2 separate regions of the Mus musculus genome follow, and region 1 is linked to region 2. A link is a contact called in public Hi-C data. All regions are on one chromosome and are shown on one strand. The core of a region is the stretch at or near the end of the contact, and the rest is flanking DNA. Distances in the headings are between cores, read along the strand shown. Region 1 overlaps Gm42073 (a long non-coding RNA gene). Region 2 has its middle 26 kb from the start of Il12b.

What was found. Hi-C and Micro-C count contacts between places; a contact is called where the count stands out from the background.
Region 1: a Hi-C map of bone marrow-derived macrophages shows a contact between it and region 2, with 59 read pairs. The contact joins two enhancer-like sites. A contact is called at or near these places in 1 of 39 promoter capture datasets (the C10 cell line), 8 of 484 Hi-C or Micro-C datasets (the BV-2 cell line, the HPC-7 cell line, bone marrow-derived macrophages and 4 more) and 1 of 115 datasets of contacts at active chromatin or transcription factors (embryonic stem cells).

Annotation. Positions count from the first base shown.
Region 1 is chr11:44,434,925-44,440,560 of GRCm38.p6, reverse strand. Gm42073 (a long non-coding RNA gene) reads left to right here. Exons shown (of 3, transcript XR_879809.3): 3 at 5,288-5,388. Among named protein-coding and RNA genes, the nearest start is that of Gm42073, 17 kb to the left of the region's middle. Within about 2 kb of position 2,905, at least 22 of the 459 cell types and tissues checked have an H3K27ac peak or open chromatin away from gene starts, as enhancers often do. A contact at or near this core is called in bone marrow-derived macrophages and macrophages, where this site is marked.
Region 2 is chr11:44,371,344-44,377,175 of GRCm38.p6, reverse strand. No RefSeq gene overlaps it. Among named protein-coding and RNA genes, the nearest start is that of Il12b, 26 kb to the left of the region's middle. Within about 2 kb of position 4,130, at least 4 of the 459 cell types and tissues checked have an H3K27ac peak or open chromatin away from gene starts, as enhancers often do. A contact at or near this core is called in bone marrow-derived macrophages and macrophages, where this site is marked.

The DNA.
Region 1 (5,636 bases), core at 1,656-4,155, 65 kb before region 2:
GCATGTGGTAGTATTTCCAAACCACATGTAGAACTCCCCACAAACATTTAGAATATCAGCAACTATATGTTTGATCTAAGACATCAAAAATATTTATTTTATGTATGTGTATATGTCATAATTACTGTGTGAGAAAGTCTCCATGAGATTTGGTGTTAGATTGCTGAGCTTCTTAGAGATTTAATTAAATCATTCATTCTTTTCTCAGATACAGATACTTAACTTTTTTTTAAAAAAAGATTTATTTATTATTATTCATAAGTACACTGTACCTGTCTTCAGATGCACCAAAAGAGGGCATCAGATCTCATTATGGGTGGTTATAAGCTACCATGTGGTTGCTGGGATTTGAACTTAGGACTTTCAGAAGAGCAGTCAGTGCTCTTACCCACTGAGCCATCTCACCAGCCCTGATACTTCTAAACACCACGTTAGGCTTTGCATCTGTGATATTTTCTTTTAAATAAATTCTGCAAATGGCAAGTAGAAGAAACCAATCAGATGGGTCTTAGTGGCGCTGCACGGGTTGCTTGGCTCATCACTGTGATGAACAAAGACTTCAGGAGGAAGGGGTTCATTTTGGTGCTCAGCTCCAGAGGACCTGCTCCTTCATGGCAGGAAAGTGTGTGACAGGAGCTTGAGGCAGCTGCCCACATTGTGCCCATGGTGTTAGCAAGCAGAGGGCAAGGCACGGTCTCGTTCAGTCTGTGTTTTCTCCTCTGCCAAGGGAATGGTGCCACCTAATTAACCCAATGAACCTAATTCAGAGAATCCATCACAGACATGTCCAGAAGTTTGTTTCTGAGGTGAATCTAGATCCTGTCAGATTGTCAGTATTAACTACCACACTCTCTGTGCTTGAATATCCTCCCAAAGTTGGACACTATGTCTATTTCTTTGTATTTCCACAAATATACAGCAAAGTCCCAAACTTGGTAGATCTTGACAAAGTGAGCTGAATTAATATTAGCCTGGTTTTTTATTATTGTTTGTTGTTGTTGTTATTGCTGTTGTTGTTGGTGGTGGTGTGTGTGTGTGTGTGTGTGTGTGTGTATGATTCATGTGTTTGGACACATATGCAATTATGGACACCAGAGACAAACTTTGTGGAGTTAGTTTATGCCTTGCTGTTTTTTGTAGGTTCTGGGGATCAAACTGAACACACCAAGCTTGGGCAGCAAGCGTCTTTGGCTTTGAGCACATGACCATGTGACATACAAGCCACACTAGTTTCACATTATTGTGTGTTTACCACTGAACTTCTTTAAATGCTTCCGACTGTGATGAGAGCAATGACAAGCTCAGCTGATGCATTATGTCCACCCTGTTATGTTCCCACTCCCTGTGTTCCATACATGTATCTGGAGCCATGGATCCCTCCTTGTATACTCTTTGGTTGGTGGTTTAGTCCCCAGGAGCTCTGGGTGGTCTGGTTAGTTGATATTATACTCCTTGATTTTTCAATTTACCCTCTCAGGGAGATGTCTTGAAATGATAAAAATATTTTCATGACGGCTTATTATAAAAGAAGAAAATTCCAAATTCCGGGTATTGGTGTTGGATGTACCGCTGCGTTCTCAGAGCTCTGTAATGCATGGTGGGTGCTTTCATCCAGACCTTAAAGACCTTCTGCTCTTAGTGTTATAGTAAATCGATTCACATCATTTAAAATGCCTTTGTAAAAGGAGTGTAGGCATGCACAGTGCCGTATCTAAATGGCCCAACATTTCTCTTACAGGGATGCTCCTAGAGTTCTAGGAGCTGGAGACTACATGACTGTCCTCCATTCTGGTTCCTAGGACAATGGGAGGTGTTAAAACTGATGACACTCCTGCCTCACCACTCTAGCATCCCCCTATGCTGTGGCATCAAGTCTCTCTCCCCTCCCGCTGATGTCATATAAGGCTATCCTCTGCTACATATGTATCTGGAGCCATGGATCCCTCCTTGTATACTCTTTGGTTGGTGGTTTCGTCCCTAGGAGCTCTGGGTGGTCAGGTTAGTTGATATTGTTCTTCCTATGGGGTTGCAATCCCCTTCAGCTCCTTCAGTCCTTCCCCTAGCTCTTCCATTGGGGTCCCTGGGCTCAGTCCTATGGTTGACTGCCTGTGAGTATCTGCATCTATATTGGTCAGGTGCTGGTAGAACCTCTCAGGGAACAGCCACACTAGGGTCCTGTCAGCAAGCACTTCTTAGCATCTGCAATAGTGTTGGTGCTTGGTGTCTGCAGATGGGATGGATCCTTAAGTCTCTGGATAACATTTCCTTCAATTTCTGCTCCATTTTTTTTTTTTTTGTCCCTGTCTTTCCTTTGAGTGGAAGAGCACCCACATAGAGGCAAAGGGGAGGTGTGAGAGGAGGGATGAGATGGGGGCTTTGTGGAGGGGTAACCAGGAAATGGAATATCATTTGAAATGTAAATGAATAAAATGATTAATAAAAAATAATGTTGGCTGTTGCATGAAATAAAAAGCTGATGCCATCTAGCAACAAGTGGGAAGTGAAACATAGTTGCCCTGCTGTCACCCAGGTCACCAGGGAACCACTAGCTCACATCCTCTGTGTGTGCAGCAATTGTAGGGAGAGTCACATGTCTCTTAGGCATTTCATGTCTTACATATGCCCAAGATGAACCCACATGGTTACTGTTCTCCCAGTAGCTCTATACACATGAAAAAAAAAATGCTCTGCGCCGGGCGTGGTGGCGCATGCCTTTAATCCCAGCACTCAGGAGGCAGAGGCAGGCGGATTTCTGAGTTCGAGGCCAGCCTGGTCTACAAAATGAGTCCCAGGACAGCCAGAGCTATACAGAGAAACCCTGTCTCTCCCCCCCCCCAATATTCTGCTGTGTGATTCAAGCCAGAGAAACTCCTTTTGTATGACTGATCTGGGGAACTCAGCTGAGCTGTGTGTTAGAGTTCAGCTGGGACCAAAAGCAACCGTGAAAGTACTATTTGTGAACAGGAGGGAACGGTATATCCCTGGGAAACATGGGCTTTGGAATGAAGTCACCAGGGTATTCCATGCATAAATGTCAAGATCTTAACATCCTTACACATTTCTATTCCCAAATGTCTTAGTTAATGTTACTATTGCTGTGATAAAACCCCATGATCAAAAGTAACTTAGGGAGGAAAGAGTTTATTTGGCTTATAATATCCCAAGTTACAGTCTATTGAAGGAAACCAAGACAGAAACTCAAATTGGGCAGGAACCTGGAAGCAGGAGCTGGCACAGAGGCCATAGAGGCCATAGAGGACCACCATGCCAGGAGTGGACCCTCTGACAATAGGATTCCCCCATCAATCCCTAATAAGGAAAATGTCCTACCAGCTTGCCTGCCTACAGCCAGCTCTTATGAAGGCATTTTCCTAAGTGAGGTTTCCTCCTCTCAAATGTCGAGCTATTGTCAAGTAGACATAAAACTAGCCATCACACCACACACTTATGGTTTAAATACCACATGTTTATTACCCCGAATTTTCTAAGCTTAAAAGTCCAAGCCTAGTTTACTTGGATATTCTGACTCATAAGGCCGACCCTTAGAGGGGATACTACAGTCGTCTTGTTTAGGGCTGTGCACTTATTCTCAGCACTCTGAGCAACCATAACCCTCTGCATTAATCAACATTCTTTACAAAACAAAGCTTATCCAATGGAGACTGAAAGCAACTCTCGTCGCTGCTCTAACTTCAGTGACTGCTTCATAGTGACTGCTTCACGGTGAGGCAGGAGTGCCCATTGCAGCTACAGCTTATTGACATGGCTAGGTTGGCCAGTGAGTTTCAGGAGCTACCCATCTCTGTTCAGTCAGTACCTGAGTTACATGGCATTATGTCAGTTTTGAATAGGTCTTCATGCTTACACAAAAGGCACTTTACCTGGTGGACAACTGCACAGCTCCATTTGCCCTATTATGATAGAGATTTGCTACAGTTTGGATCCAACTGTCCCCTAAAAACTCAAGTGCTAAAGGTTTGTTCCCCAGAGTGACACCACGGGGAGATGGAAAGCTTAAGGTGTGGGGTCTATGTGTATTGGTGTTTTGCCTGTATTTCTGTGTGAGAATGTCAGATCCTGGAGTTACAGACATATGTGAGCTGTCATGTGGGTGCTGGGATTTGAACCCAGGTCCTCTGGAAGAATAATCAGTGCTCTTAACCCCTGAGCCATCTCTCTAGCACCCAAGGTGTGGGGTCTAGTGTGAGACTTTTGGTCATTTAGAGTGTATCCTCCAAAGGAGATGATGAGTTTGCTCTTTGACATAATGTGGAGAGTTTGCTATGCGCTGCCATCAAGCTATTTCCCCTCATCGCAGACTCAAAAGCAACCAGGTCAACCAATCATGGGCAGAAATCAACGAAAATTATGAGCCAAGATAATCCTTTTGTCTTAAAATTATCTTTGGCATTTGCCACAGTCGAAGGCTGACTATCGTTGAGGTTTCCTTGTTGATGTGATAAATAAACCTAAGGAAGAAAGGGTTTATTTGGCTTACAGCTCCAAAGGAATAGAATTTAACATGGTGGGAAAAAGATGAGGCAGCAGGTATGGGAAGATAATGGCGGGAACTGAAGCCTGGCTGGTCACATTGCCTCTGCAAGTGGGAAGTACAGATTGAACCGGAAGTGGAGCAGGGCTACAAAGCCGTAAGTCCCACCCCTAGTGAACTACTTCCTCCAACAAGGCTCTACCTCCTAAAGTTTCTACAGTCTTCCCAAAGTACCACCAGTTGGAATCACCTATTGGGACACATGAGCCTTTGGGTGTGTTTTATAGTCAAGTCACAACACTGACTAACAGAATTCTTTCAGGCTGCCCTGACAGGCTTACTTTCCTCTCCTGTATTTGCAGTCATTCAGTACAGAAGAATTTAACTTCATTGGTTGAAGAAGACCAGGAAGCTTGGTTTGAACCATAATATCTTCTTAAATTCACTGCCTTGCTTCTGAGACTCAAAAGCCAATAATCAGACATTCTGTTCTCTGCTTTACTCTGACTGAGCCATTCCTTTAGGCAACAGAGGACTGAATAGGGGTAAGAAGTTGCCTGTGTGGATAAGAAACAAACATGTAAGACAGCTTGTTCCCTGTACCAGGAAACAGGGTGACTGGAAGAGCTGGCATAGCTCAGTGGTAGATAATGCTCTGGACTAGCATGGTGGAGGCCCTTCGTTCTAATGTCTGTACCATTAAATGAGCCCAATAAGACAGATCACAGGAAACGTTTCTCAATGGAGAAGGCACTGGCTTGACCTTCTGCAATAAACTGTACCCTTGCTTTTCAGGCGCTTTTCTTGGCCATCATGTCAAAAGTCAAATTGTTCTCATACCCTGGTACATGCAACTGATGACACTTTCGCTATCTTGCTATGGTTCCAACATGTCTGCTAAAGCCCGTGCCTTGAAAACGAAATGGCAAAAGCTACAGGGCTCAGAGCAAGAACCTGTGAGAGGAGAGCTGATCTCAAGAAGTCGCTACCTTCATGGATTGACTAATGCTTTTATTGATGGATTGGGTTTATCATAAAAACCAGTTCATAAACAAATACATAAATCTATAAGTACATAAATACATAAAAAAGCCAGTCCAGCCCTGTCTGGCTTCCCAACCAGGTGATGGTTATGCCTTCCACT
Region 2 (5,832 bases), core at 2,881-5,380:
CAGATAGATAGATAGATAGATAGATAAGTAAGTAAATAAATAAATGCAAAAATATACTAAAAAGTGATCTGATATTCCCATGAACATACATACATACATACATACATACATACATACATAAATGTGAAATATATTGAGATTGGAATAATGCTTCATTTTCAATATTTTAAATTTTTCTTTTAAGCTATTGCTGTTTTATATGTTTATATCCTATGAAGGTACCTTACTGCTTCTTCAATTCCTGCTTTATAAGAACTATCAGCAGGTATCTTGGCTTTATTTTTTACTTTGGCTCAAATTACAATTTTCTAATGCCCTTTAAATTGTTTATAAGTATTAAAGTGAAAAAGCCCATTATGACAGAAAATGATCTGATATATCACTAATGTTTTGTGTGCCACACTGGGAAATACTGGTACAGAGAAACCTAACATTTGCTTACCCATGACCTCACTGCATGTAGTATTTCTTGACAGGCATCATTTTCCCCTAGAGATGAGGAAATGGAGGTGAGAGGATTTTCAAAGCAGGGTTGAAACTGGTCTTATGTTGAAAATCAAGTTCTGGCTTCTATATTAGTTTACAGAGGGTTGTTTTTCTCAGCCAGGCCTTTTGACTACTTGCCCAGCCCTGTTAGGACTGCAGTAGTGCTCCTCTACCATGGGCCAGAGGCAACAGGTCTGTGAGGCACATGAGTGACCCAAAAAGGGGACTTCATCAACTGCGATGGGCAACTCCACCACTTGTGTCCCATAGGTTTTGGAGAAACTGTTTTTGGGGCTCACCAGTATCTAATTAGGCAAGACAATTGTCCTCAGGTGGATCTCTACACTCCTGGAAAGTACAGTTATGAGGTTTGGAATGGCTTCACTTTAGACTATGGTTCTTGGTAAAAACTATAAATCAAGAACACTTTTGGGAAGACCTGGAGAGTTTGAGGATTGTGGAATCCTCATAATCTTGGGTGAGTATTCTTGGGTCCTTGGCAACAGCTTTCTAGTGAACCCTTAAGGCCCTTCAGTGTGGAGAAGATATCTCTAACTCTTACAGAAAGATGACTTTGGTAAATGAACCCATGGTCGTGATCTGCGTTTCTAATGAGACCCAATTCTTAGTGAAAGTCTCCCCCTACTTTTTAAAAAAGATAATGTTTTCTGCTTTATTCATCTCTTAAAAAGATTCTTCTATCTTCCTACAAATAAAACTATTCATATTTATTTATAATTCATTTTCAGTCACATTCTTACTGCATGCTCCTGGCTGGCCTGCAACTTGCTACAGACCTCCAAAGATGCATCTGCTATCTTGAGGAACTTATAGCTGTGGCATCCATGGAGGACCTAACCTGAGTGATGGGATTAATTCAGTGTCCCACGAATGACGATGGGGCAGTGAAAATGCCTTTTTATGAAATGGATACCAAGTGGAACATTCCCAAAGCCAGAATGAGACATTTGAAGTGAACAAGCCCGGCTTTGACTGGTGCTACACTCAATCTCATCATATTCTATTAGGGAAGTGGTTCCCAACCTTCCTAATGCTGTGACTCTTAAATACAGTTCCTAGTGTTGTGGTGACCCCAAGTCCTAAAATTATTTTGTTGGTACCTCATAACTGTAATTTTGCTACTTTTAGGACTGTTAATGTAAATGTATGATATGCAAGATATCTGGTGTGTGGCCCCTGTCGGGCCATGATTCACAGGTTGAGATACAGATGTAAGGCTCACTTCTGAGGACAAACTAAATTCTGTTCTTTATATGTTATAGGCCCCACCTATTGTTATATATCAGAAAATGTACTAAGAGATCCCATTTCTTCCACTAATTTTCTAGAAAGTAGTAATAATAAGTTGAGCAGCCTCTAAGGGTAGATGTTAGAATTTAAAAAGGTAACAAATGGGATGGAGAGATGGCTCAGTGGTTAAGAGCACTGACTGCTCTTCCATAGGTCGTGAGTTCAAATCCCAGCAACCACATGATGGCTCACAACCATCCGTAATGAGATCTGGTGCCCTCTTCTGGGGTATCTGAAGACAGCTACAGTGTACTTACATATAATAAATAAATCTTTAAAAAATGGTAATAAATTTAAATGTGAATGTACCCAAATTATGGAACACATTGGGAAATGGTCCAGATTCTAAACCCTGTACAATGAAACTGTTGAGATAGTCAGCTCAGTGTTTCATTCTAGCCACTGACACCCAGGCTGTAAATGATGGTCCTTTGACATGGTAATAATCTTATAGGCACATTCTGTTAGCCACAGCCCTTGTGATGTTAGCCTTAACGGACACCTTGACTGTATTTAGAATCATTATGGAAGCACATCTCTCTGCGTTTTGTTGACAGTGTTACTTGAAAGGTTTGACTGAAGCAGGACCATCTCAGAGACAGAGATGCTGGACGGAGTAGAAAGAGTTTGAAAGGGAACCAAGGACCAGCTCCCATCTCTCTCTACTTCTTGGCAACAGATGCAGTGTGACCACCTGCATCATAATCCTGACACCACATCCTCCATCCACGACAGAATGTGCTCTCAAATGTGAGCCAAAAAGAACCCTCCCTCCCTTAAGTTGATTTTTATTAGGTGTTTTGTCACAGACCCATTTGTGAAGTAACTAACAGAGCCCCATTCCTGTCTGGCTCAGTATGTAAACCTTTCTTCTTGCCTTGGAGTATTGAGATCACCCTGTCTGTTGTCCGAGAAGAAATTCTGTACGTAAGTCTGAAATAAGCTATACTCTTGGGAATCTGAAGTTTCCCCACCCTTTTCTTGAGTTTTGCAGTATTTTCCACCCATGGCAACAGGTAGACTGGGTAAGAAACTATCCTAGTTAAGGATTGTCACAATGTATTGTTCTTCCTCAGAACCTTCCCAGACTCCTCCAGCAAAATTCGTGGCAGGGAGCATGTGCAGCAAGCAGGTAGTGACAGAATAGAATCCCACTGAATTTGGTGGACATGGTTGTCAGCATCCACCTACAGAAGCCATGTCTTTTTGAACGTCTCCTTGGGGAGTCACCAGTGATACAGACTCCCTTTTTTTCTGATATGTCTCTAATATGTCTCTGTATTTCATTTTTTTAAAAAAATCAAATGTTTGGATTATGAAATAGGTCAGCTAAACACAGAAACTACACTGACAGATTCAATTCACCACCACAAGTAAGTGTGTGAAATCGTGAGTGTAACCACATTTCTCAGATGGTGAAGAAAATGTGCAACCATCTTTCTTGAAATGAAACCAAGAGACCGATGAGTGTCTTTCACTATCTGATAGTCAGGCCCATAAAAATAAACCAATTTATGAGAAGGTCTGAAGGGCAAGTTTAAGTCCCTCTATGTCTTCAGAGAAAAAAAGTGTGTGTGTATGTGTGTGTGTGTGTGTGTGTGTGTGCATGGACAACTTTTGAACATTGGTTCTTGTCTCCCACCTTGCTTTTACGAAGCAAGATCTCTCTTGTTGCTGCTACTGCCCTCTCTCCTCCAAACTAGCTGGGCAATGATCTTCCAGATATTTTCCCTACTCATCCTCCAATCTCTCCATAGGAATGTCGAGGTCATAGATGTGTGCCACATCCTGCCTTTTATGTGGATTCTGGGGGTGAAAAGCAGGTAGTCAGACTTGGGTGGCAAGCTTTTACCCAGTGAGCTAGCCTTCTGCCCCCCCCCCACTGATGCTTTCTAATCTTTCTATCTGTTATAGGGGTATTTTGTCTGTGTACAATGTGCACACCTGGTGCCTCCAAAGGCCAGAAGAGTTCATCAGGTCCCCTATGGCTGGAGTTAAGGTTGTGAGCCACCATAGTTGTGTTGGGAATCAAGCCTAGGTCTTTCTTGATAGAGCAGTTATATACACAGTGTCATACTCGATTTCTTGCCATTAACATTCCTGTTCTTGCCAGGGGTGGGGAAACCACAGCTCACTGTGTATCTGAAGCCCATGGATACTCAGAGACAAGTCCTGGCTTCCTGTCCAGACCGGACACGAGTGTTTTTGCTTTAAGCCCACAAACTCCACTTTCTCTCCCTGACAGGGTTTTCACTTCTCAGTAGGGGCAGGCATGTTCAAGGAATTAGAAGGGAAACGGAGAGGAGGAAATAGAGGAAGAAGGAGTCATGTGGACGAAGCGGAGGCCAAGGGAAGAGTAGGAAGAAGGCTTAGTGACAAAGAGGAAATCGGTGTAGAGCCATAGAAACCCAAAGATCTAATGTTAAGAGAGGAAACTCCATGGAAAATCCAAACAAAGAAAATACCACAAGGGAGGAAAAGAAAAAGACAGGGTTCCTCCTGTAAGCTCACTGCTTGTTAGGAACCAAAACACTGTGATTTCATCCAAACCCAGACCCCAGGTTTCTGTTTTGATCAGATTAAAATGGCCATTGAAAGCTGAGCCAGTGCTCAGTATCACACAGGTGGTACAGAAAACTGACCCAGGTTCCACTGCCCTGAAGGTGGATCCACAACGGGCACAAGTCAAACTTTTGGAGGCACCTAGCTTATGAGGCTACACTGTCTGTTTGCGTACCCTGCCTGGTAGTTTCCTGTGCCATCTCATGGTGGCTTCTTCCCAATGACTGATATTTTGGGTAGTGTCTGAAGTGATTGACTAGCTTGGTCCTTAAACCAATCATGTCCAAACTTGGGGGTAACCTAGAAACCAAGGATCATGTTAGGCGATATCTTATTCTCCAAAAGAAGGGAGAAGAAATGAAAGAGAAAGCTGTCAGTCTGTCAGTGACAGTGCATCCCTGTCATGACTGTCCCATTTGAGACATGCATTGGTTGCTGAGGTGGGTGGAATGACAGCCACATACACACTGTCCATCGTTTGGTAGAGCTGTTGCATGGCTCTCAGAGTCTCTATTGGCTGAGTGGGTGCAGGGGCTACTGTGTGGGAGCAACTGCTGCAAGGACAGACTGCCCCCTGTTGCAACTCATCTTCTTGAGAGCCCCCTCGATCTTAATTTAACACTTAGCTGTTCATTCAGGAAAGGGATGTGAACTTAAAAAAATAGTATAATCTGCTAAGTGCAATGGTGCCCAACTTTAGTCCCAACACTTAGGGTACAAAAGTAGGTGGATCTGGGAGCTGGATCCAGCCTGGTCATCTACATAGTGAGTTCCAGTTCAGCCAGAGATACACAGTGAGAGCCTGTATGAAAAAAAAAAGAGAGAGAAAAAGAGAGAATATTTTTTTCTTTTACAACTTCATACATGTAAACACTGTATTTTGATCATATTCATCCCTAACTCACACTTCCTGATCCTCTCAGGAACCCATAGGAACCCCTCCCTCTCCATCTCTCTTCCTCCTCCTCTATTGCTGCCTCTGTGAATCACTGAGGACAATCAGTCCTGCCTGATGGGATGTTGACTGATACTGTTGACTGTGTCCTGCGCAGGTAACCAACCAGAGCTTCTATGAATTCATGACTGCAATGCCATGTGCTGCCCAGAAGACAGCATTCCACGGCCCTTCTCTCTGCTCTCTCCACCCCTCCTCCTCGATGTTGCCACTTAGGATGGAACACTCACTAGACACTTCTTTGAAGTATTCTGATCAGCTATGGCTTCCACATAAACTGCCGGCCACTTCAGAGAGAAGACTCTAAAGCCAAGGTCGAGAGCAGAGCTAATGTGAGGTTAAAAACACAAATATTTTTTGTAAGAGAGCTTGAGGATGGATGTGTTCATTTAGCAAGACAACAGTAGTATCTTCTCACATAGAGCCTGTGACTTCCTGAGCCATGGGCTGGGATGTGAACTTTTTAGACTATGTACACACACACACACACACACACACACACACACACATCTGGAAGT